Regions from separate parts of the Mus musculus genome. Here all the other regions are linked to region 3. Evidence: chromatin contacts called from public HiCAR-type data. All regions are on one chromosome and are shown on one strand. The core of a region is the stretch at or near the end of the contact, and the rest is flanking DNA. Distances in the headings are between cores, read along the strand shown. Region 1 overlaps Gm28722 (a long non-coding RNA gene). Region 2 has its middle 16 kb from the start of Gm35048. Region 3 overlaps Iqca (IQ motif containing with AAA domain).

Region 1 (2,700 bases), core at 150-2,649, 450 kb after region 3:
TATGAAGAATGATTTTCAAAAACTGCGGAAAGTAAATTAAAAGGTCCGCATTCTCGAGGCAGTCATGTTGAGGGGAGAAAATATGTATAGCTGTGCAGAAGGATTCGCCAAAAGGGTTTTTATGAACTTGGCAAAAAAATAAATAATTTTGAAAAGTATCCAGAACAATTGGCTTGAACTTCTAAAAGACAATCTGAGACACAAGTGTACCACAGACGACCGTTGTGGTCTTGTCTCGCAGTTATTAAAATGTGTTTTAAGAGTGACGTTCATGGGTTTGTTAGATTGTTGGATAGGCGTCTGAGGGACACGTCGAATATAGGGCACAGTGTGGAAGAGAAGGAGATTGCACACAGCACAGACAGCCCCATGTGCAACGTGACATGCCCAGAGCCACATTTAATAACAGGAAATATAATTAGACAAAGTGGGTTTAATCACATGGTTGATTTAATGCCATATAACAAGCCAAACTGTCATCATTTCAGTGTATGATTGACCAAAAAAAAAAAAAAATCACTGATGAGAGTTTTGGGTTTTGCATTCTGATTTTTGTTTTTGGTGTATGGAAGGCTTTGACCTCTGAACTATCTTCTTTCAGGTGTTCAGTGATAACGGTGACTAGGGGAAATTATAACTTCTGTGGTAGTCTGAATGAAAAAGGACCCCATAGGTTCATAGGGAGTGGCACTTCTAGAAGGTGTGGCCTTGTTGGAGGAAGTATGTCACTGTGGGTGAGCTTTGAGGCCTCAGAAGCTCAAGCCAGACCCCAGTGTCACTCTCTCTTCCTGCTCTCTGCAGATCCAAATATAGAACTCTCAGCTACCTCTCCAGTACCATGTCTGCCTGTGTGCCACTGTGCTTCCTGCCACAACGACAGTGGACTAATGGAGTAAACCTCTGAACTGTAAGCCAGCCCCCATTTAAATGCAGTGATTACAGTGTCTCTTTATAGCAACTAAAATCCTAAGAGAACCTTATATTATACATCACAGGCTGGTGAATTTTATGTGTTTTTACATCATTAAGAAGAAAAGTGTGCAAGGAGATTAGGTGAATGGTATGATGTCCCCATAATCATTTGAAGATTCTAGAAGCCAATCACAATGAATCAAAATCACATTGCAAGTCATTAGATGCACTAAGGTCTAGACAAAATAGATTATAAGTAAAACCCAAGTCAGAAAAGCCAATTGTCAAGAAGACTGGGTGGCCCTGAGCATCCGGAGGCCTGAGACGTCAGATGTTATGAGCTGGGCTGCCTGTATACTGGGCAAGTCCTAGGAAGGTGGTTTGACATCCATGGCCCAGGGCTCAAAAAACATAGACTGTCTCAAGAGTGATTCAGACAGCTGCCTGCATCAGGCAGCCCTGGTGGGGTGAGGCAGCATACAGAAGTTTCCAGGCAATGATCCATTTTGGAAGTCCAGAAGGGTGTTGACCAATGTTGGAGAATTTGTCCAGAGTGACCAGAGCCCTGCCAAGGAAACTCCACCCAGAACTGGAGCTGTGCCCTGGGAAGGAGGCCACAGGGAGTCAGGCTGTCCTAAGACCTACCAAGGTCTTGGGGGAGGTGCCAATCCTGGAAGAAGGGATGTTCTCAGGACCTCAGACACTCAGTCCAGACAGAGAACAAGGTGAGGTGGATGCCTGAGGAAACAGAAACTGAAACAGGGAATTGCCACAGGCCACCCCATGTGCCACCAGATTGCCTCAGGGAAGTCCTAACTCACTCTGCCTCTAGTTAGACTGGGGACACGGTTTAGAGGAGTAATGGAGGTTAAATTAGGCCATGTGGTAAGCTCAACTGGAATTGTAAGACTCTGGGGAGCCTTAGCTTACTGGAGACTCCCTGAGTGAACCACATGAAGACAGGATCGATGCAAAAAACAAGAGGAATTTATTGTTCCAGTGCACTGGGGTCGTCCCAGACCCGAAGGAGAGGCGGCGACCCCAAGCACCAGCTCAGTTTTTATATGGTTTCTAAGGGCAGAACAGAGAACAACTAGGCACAATATGATTGGTGGAACAGTGCACCCTTTAAACTGATTGGTCTTTAGGGAATGAGGTGACAAGGACTTTCCTTGTCTGAAGGTGAGCAATGGTCAGTCCTGTGGAATGTGTCCCCACCCACAGGTCAGGTCGGTCCCAGCCCTTTGGTCTGAGAAATGCTAATTAGCCTTCCCCTTCTGGAGGGGCGAGTGTTTCATGACCTTCCCAAAGTTCCTGAGCTGACGACCTTTTCAGAAGCAGAAATTGGGACACAAATTCACATCATAATATGTTATGAAGACACAAGCATGGCAGCCACCGACATGCCCAGGAGACAGGAGAATCAGCACCTGATCTCTGTCATCCAACCTCTGAACCCTTGAGAATATGCATGATTAGTGTTTAAACTGCTTCATCTGTGGTGCTCTGTTGTGGCTTCCCTAACACACCCTAACACTGGAGCAGAAACAGATTACCACACCTTGGGGATCACCCCCAAGAATGCAGGAAAAGACTCAGCAGGAGCATAGCACCATGGCACAAAGCCCTGTGAACTTCTTGGGCAAGAGTATCCTCATTTGAAGATCAAGAATCAGTGCTAATCCCTGCCTCGAAAGCCTGCAGCCAGTACCATACAGGGACAATGTGGAGTATGGCAGATCAAAGCTAGGGTGCTCAGCTGAATTCAAATTTTAAATAAGCAATCAT
Region 2 (2,700 bases), core at 75-2,574, 470 kb after region 3:
AACCATCCATGGGAAAAGCTGGGCGAGGAGGCAGTTACTTGTAATCCCAGCAGGAGGGAGGCACAGGTAGGAGGCTCCCTAGGACTCTGTGGCCAGCCAGCTTAGCTTCGTTGTTGAAGCGAGCAGGAGTCCCAGTGAGAAGCTCCGGTTCAAAATCCAAGGTAGGGTGTGGCTGACAGATGGTGCCATGGTTAAAAGTGCTGGTTGGGCAAGCTTGAGGACCTGAGCTTGAAAAAAAATGTTGATTGTGGTTACATGTGCTCTTGGAGATAAAGACAGGGGAATTTCTGGGGTTTGTTGACCTCTGGCCTATAGACACACACACACACACACACACACACACACACACACACGTACACATACATACACACACACTCACACAGGCACACACACACCCCAACAAACCAACAAAACCAATATATCCAGCTCCCAAGAAACAACACTCAAGGATGAATTCTGACTTCCACGTACATATGTGTGCACATATCCTTCCCATCCAAACATATATACACAAACATACATATAAATAAATGAATGAAGAAATATAGGAGCCAACCCTTCTGCAAGGAAATGTGTCTTTGGTGTCCACCTGCCAAAGTGTGTTCTAAACCACTGAGCTGCCTACAGGCTCAAGGGTATGACTCAGTTGTCCCATAACACGACAACCTCCATTTTACTCTCTGAGATGCCTTATAACTGAACTTTTGTAAACCCCCATGCTAGAGGTAACAGTGGTGAGTGACAGGCTTGTTCAAGCTGGATTGCCAAACCCTGCCTGTGTCTCTTACTCATGGGATTGTGGTCAGGGTGTCAATAGCCATCCAAAGGGGTAAGGGTCTTTATAATCCACCATAAGGTTCAATACTTCCATCTGCAGAAAAGCCAGGCTCAGGCCTCACCCAAGGAAGGCTTAGAAAGGGCACTTGGGCATTTTATTAAGCAGGTGTGTTTAAACTGGCTCTCCTTAAAAATATGCTTGGGCTTTTCTTTCAATAGAGAAATGTCACCCAGCTTAAAGCAGTGAAGACACACCCGACACCATTCTTTTCAGTTTTGAAAGGACTTTTCGTACAATCAGGTGGTATGTTACACAACCGAACTGCCCGTCACCTCCCTCTGGGTTTCCATGGGTGTTTGTTTCTTTTTAATTCTAGAGATGAGACATCTGTTCTCCACTCTCGCTCTGGGACAGTAGCTCTTCTCCATGACCCAAACTATCCCCAGCTGTGTCCTTTGGAACGGAGAGCATGACCCTCTCTCTGTGTGGAACACTCCGCACCCAGGAGGCATCATTCTGAACTCCATTCAGGATGGAGCCTTCCAGACCTTCATCATCTCAAAACTATGTGCAGGGCAGCAAGACTGTACTCATGACCCAGGGTGACCACGTACTCTCTCCTCCTCAGAACCTGATCTTTGGAGAAGCAGCCATGGTGCACAGAGGAAGGCGATCGCCATGGTGCCCCCAAAGCTCCAGCAGCCATGTGCTAATAATGCAAGAAGCTGAAGGAGATTGAGGGGGAGACTTGGCTCAGAGACTGGAAACAGAAATGATAAGCGAAGTGATGCTTAATTAAAAGCACATTTGTAAAAAGATCAGGCCTGGCCAAAAAAAAAAAAAAAAAAAAAAATGACAACGATAGCTAAACTTTTAAAATCAAGTCACTCTCTCCTGAGATTTCTTCCAGAGCCAGGCTGAATTCAGGACTCTGGGTTTTGTCTTCTAGGAGAGTCTGCAGATCTGGGGAGGAATGGGGGGCAGGCAGTGAGGGGGAGGTAAGCTAAGTGACAAAGTGCTAGCTCCTGGGGCGTCTGCAAAGGGCAGGGCTTCTCCAAGCATGACCCGAGATATGAAAGGCCATGGCAGGAATGAGGCAAAACTCAAACATGCCTCACCTACGTGCCAGCCACAAACCCAGGGCAGACACCGCAAACACACATGAATGGCTTCACAAGGATGGAGGTCCCGAAACAAAAACCTGAACTCCAAATCATGAATGTCCTGGGAAAATGGATCACTCTGTAAAGTGCCTGCCTTGCAAGCACAAGGACATGAGTGTAAACCTCAGAACTCACAAACTCACATACAAAGAAAAAAAAAAAGCCCTAGCCTGTGCTTATATCGATACTTGGATGCAGAGGCAGATGGATCCCTTAGACCCACCAACCAGCTTAGCCGACTCCTAGCTCAACGAGAGACCCTGTCTCAAAAAAAAAAAAAAAAAGAAAGAAAGAAAGAAAGAAAGGTGAATGATATCCAAGGAATGACACCAGAGGTACTCCTATGGATAACACACACAAGAATCTATGCACACACATGCACAGGCATATACTCACACACACATATGCACACACACAGAGACATACATACACACATGCACACATGCACTTGTACGCAGAGAAAAGCAGATTCTCAGGAGTAGTTTGAGGTGCATCTTCATCTTTGGAAAACATTAGTTTAAATCTCAGAAAACAGACCTGCAACTCACAGGAGAAATTACAGGAAGGTGCATTTTTCAACTACAAAACCTTCCAAGAACAAGGCTGTAGAACAGGAGATGGAGATGGCCTCTCTACCCTACTCCCTGGACTCCCAGCCCCTCTCCTGGAATGATTACACAGGGAGACTCAATGGTCACAGGCAGAGCTACCACATTCACATCTGCCTGTGAATGAAGACTGCTTGCAGATGTGTCCACA
Region 3 (2,700 bases), core at 52-2,551:
GTGCTCAGGCCAGTTCGGTTCCATTTCAGAGCTGTTCATTCAGCACGGCCCGCTCATCAATCATGCCGGGAAACAGCTCCTGATTAGCTGGCTACCTCCACATCCGCCACCCCCCACGGCTGGCCTGCCAGTCTCTCACGACTGTATTACCGTGTGCAATTTCAAATTAGTGGCTAGCATCCACACAGCAATTTCAATTTGCTTTTCTGCAGTTAGCTCCACAAAATGAGCATCGCAGCCAGCGCCAACAAAGCAAGCAGTTCCCCGGTGGAGACCTATTGTGGCAGCAGGGAAGGCTGGGGCCAGATGAAGTAACAAAGGGTAATGGGGCAGTAAATGCAGGAGCAGGCGCCCTTGTCTCAGTCTGTACCTTCGTCTCTGACGTGACTGACCGTTTGCTTACAGTAACATCAGGAGGCAGGCACCAGCAAGGGTCTGCCGGGGCAGAGCTGGGCTCTTCAAAGCAGGATGGTTGGACCCCTTATCCCCTCCCCACAAGACTGGGCTTTTCTGAAAATTCTGAGATGGAGGAACATGAGTGAGCAGCAGGAGAAAGAGAAAAAGGAGGAGGAGGAGGAAGAGGGACAGGAAGAGGAGGAGGAATTCCAGAGCTTTTCATCTTTGGCTCCTAAGACAAGAGGTCTTCAAAGGCAGGACCGGGGAGAAATCTAGCATGGTCCCAGGGGTGCTATGGGAGACAGGGAAGGACTGATGGCTGGACATGAAGCAGAAGGAAATGTCTCTGCATTAAGGCTCTTCCGCGTGTGTGATTTGTGGTCTTCAAAAGCAGGGGATCCCCCTGACGGCCAAGGATCTTCTAGCTGGTGTGAACAGAACAAACATTTAATTTGTCCACAGTGGGGCTGTGCCTCTAGAACCTTCCATATCCTACAGAACAGACCCAGCCATGGATGGCAGTTGTGGGGTCATGGAGGCAAGACGGAGGGTGGGTGTGGGGCCTAGAGAGGTGGTTCATCTGTACCACAGACATCTCCATCTCTGCCAGCTTCCTGCCTTCCCTATGTGAGCTGTCTCAATCTTCCTGCCCATTCGCCTCTGGATCTTTCATTAATCACACCCCTCAGATTTTTTTTTTCTTTTTCTTTTTTGCGGACTTGGGTTGCTATAAAGCTAAGGGCTCTTGGGAAAGGAAGCCAGACAAATTTCCTGAACTCAGAGGTTCTTTGGGCTGGTGACTAAGTAGAGACTAAGAGAGATCAAGTTACTTGACGGCAGACACACAGCCAGCTAAGGAGAATGGCCTCCTGAGTTTCACATTCCCAGGCTGGAGTCCCGTAGGAGAGTGAATCACTACGTCTATGAGCAATCCACATTATGATGACACCATGTATGCGAACCCTGGCTAAGTCAGACTGGGACTTCTTTTTCTTTCCTCCCTCAATGTCTCAACATGGTCAGCAGAGGGCGCTAACCACTGGCTTCCCAGATGTAACAAATATGTAACAAATGAGTCTTCCTAAGAGGTTTTAAAATGACAGGGCAATCAGGGCTCATTTGGAGAAGCAAAGATTGAGCTTTTGGGCTTTACCCAAATCACCTCTACCTGCTGAAAGTGATGTATAATACATAAGTGATTAAAATCCTTACAGATTTAATCAGAAATTCACAGCTAACCACTATTTGCTTTGGTACAAATTGGTGTGGAATAACAAGCCCGTGTATCTTTTTTTTTTTTTTTTCTTTTTAACTTGTGGGAAATTTTCTGGTGATTTGTGGGGGGAAGTGTGGGGGAGGGGGGCATTGAAAGGAGAGAAAAGAAGGAAGGAAGCAATTGAGACGGAGCTCCCCAGAGGCCCTGGATGCAGGGCACTTAGCTGTGCTGTTGATGGCCTTTGTTCGAGAATTTCGAGCCCTTTGCTATTTATTATTATGAACAATAGGAAATGGTAATAATAACTGTGTGTGCCTCTGGTTGTAACTGAGCAAAGTTCTCTGAATTGTTTCTTCTGAATCATGTTTGGACTGAAAAACTTCCCTCCTTCGCTTTATTTTTTTTTTTCCTCCCAAATTATGCCTCATAAAAACCGAGGCGCTGGCTTCTTTCAAACCCTGACAGGCACTTATGGCAGAGAGAGCCTTCTGTGGAAGGACTTAAAGCCCCCAGAGTCTCCTTGGAAATCTAAGACATTCTTGAAACGTGGAGCTGTCCCCCTGTGAGGGGAAACATCAGAGAATGAAGACTGGGTGCCAGGGAAGACTCACCCGTTTCTCTGCCTGCGGGACTTTTTTGTAGAAGGTTTTTTCTGTGTCTTGGATCCACACCACGGAAGGCTGAAGCTGGCGAGCCACCTGTGGAGGACAAGAGCCAGCCTAGGGGTGAATGTGTTTCTTCCTGAGGGACACTTGTCCTCTTTCCCTGAAGCCTGACTGGGGGACATCCCTGGCACACCTTGAGGAAGGCAGACCCTTGATGTCACCCAGAAGTGAGCTTGTTCACCTGCCTCATGGAGGCTAGCATCCATGGGTTTTGCATCTCAGTACCTGCCTAGGAGGTGGGGCCATAGGGTGGGACAGGCCTCCACCACTGCAGGCCCGTCTTAGTGGACATATTCCTGTATCAGAGCCCAGAGCCCCTGCCTGGTTTGGTTTGTCATAAGTCACTGGTTCTCGGCTGAAAATGAATGGGAACAGGACCATGTGCTCTAAACACAGGCTACTCACATTCCCAGGTTCATTCAA

What was found. HiCAR-type assays count read pairs that join an accessible place to other places.
Region 1: a HiCAR-type map of fibro-adipogenic progenitors shows a contact between it and region 3, with 3 times the contacts expected there. The contact joins two enhancer-like sites. A contact is called at or near these places in 1 of 39 promoter capture datasets (hippocampal neurons), 1 of 15 datasets of contacts at CTCF or cohesin (the NIH/3T3 cell line), 4 of 484 Hi-C or Micro-C datasets (adipose-derived mesenchymal stem cells, cerebral cortex, embryonic fibroblasts and 1 more), 6 of 115 datasets of contacts at active chromatin or transcription factors (cardiomyocytes, embryonic basal ganglia, embryonic fibroblasts and 3 more) and 2 of 9 other capture datasets (embryonic stem cells and pancreatic islet).
Region 2: a contact with region 3 is called in a HiCAR-type map of fibro-adipogenic progenitors, with 4 times the contacts expected there. The contact joins two enhancer-like sites. A contact is called at or near these places in 3 of 115 datasets of contacts at active chromatin or transcription factors (embryonic basal ganglia, embryonic stem cells and fibro-adipogenic progenitors) and 3 of 9 other capture datasets (adipose tissue, embryonic stem cells and pancreatic islet).

Annotation. Positions count from the first base shown.
Region 1 is chr1:90,496,277-90,498,976 of GRCm38.p6, forward strand. All of the region lies in intron 1 of Gm28722 (a long non-coding RNA gene), which reads right to left. Among named protein-coding and RNA genes, the nearest start is that of Gm28722, 6.3 kb to the right of the region's middle. Within about 2 kb of position 1,400, at least 33 of the 459 cell types and tissues checked have an H3K27ac peak or open chromatin away from gene starts, as enhancers often do. A contact at or near this core is called in fibro-adipogenic progenitors, where this site is marked.
Region 2 is chr1:90,521,212-90,523,911 of GRCm38.p6, forward strand. It overlaps a transcript of Gm35048 not described here. Among named protein-coding and RNA genes, the nearest start is that of Gm35048, 16 kb to the left of the region's middle. Within about 2 kb of position 1,325, at least 15 of the 459 cell types and tissues checked have an H3K27ac peak or open chromatin away from gene starts, as enhancers often do. A contact at or near this core is called in adipose tissue and fibro-adipogenic progenitors, where this site is marked.
Region 3 is chr1:90,050,165-90,052,864 of GRCm38.p6, forward strand. Iqca (IQ motif containing with AAA domain) reads right to left here. Exons shown (of 19, transcript NM_001368722.1): 16 at 2,224-2,310. Among named protein-coding and RNA genes, the nearest start is that of Asb18, 37 kb to the left of the region's middle. Within about 2 kb of position 1,302, at least 72 of the 459 cell types and tissues checked have an H3K27ac peak or open chromatin away from gene starts, as enhancers often do. A contact at or near this core is called in adipose tissue and fibro-adipogenic progenitors, where this site is marked.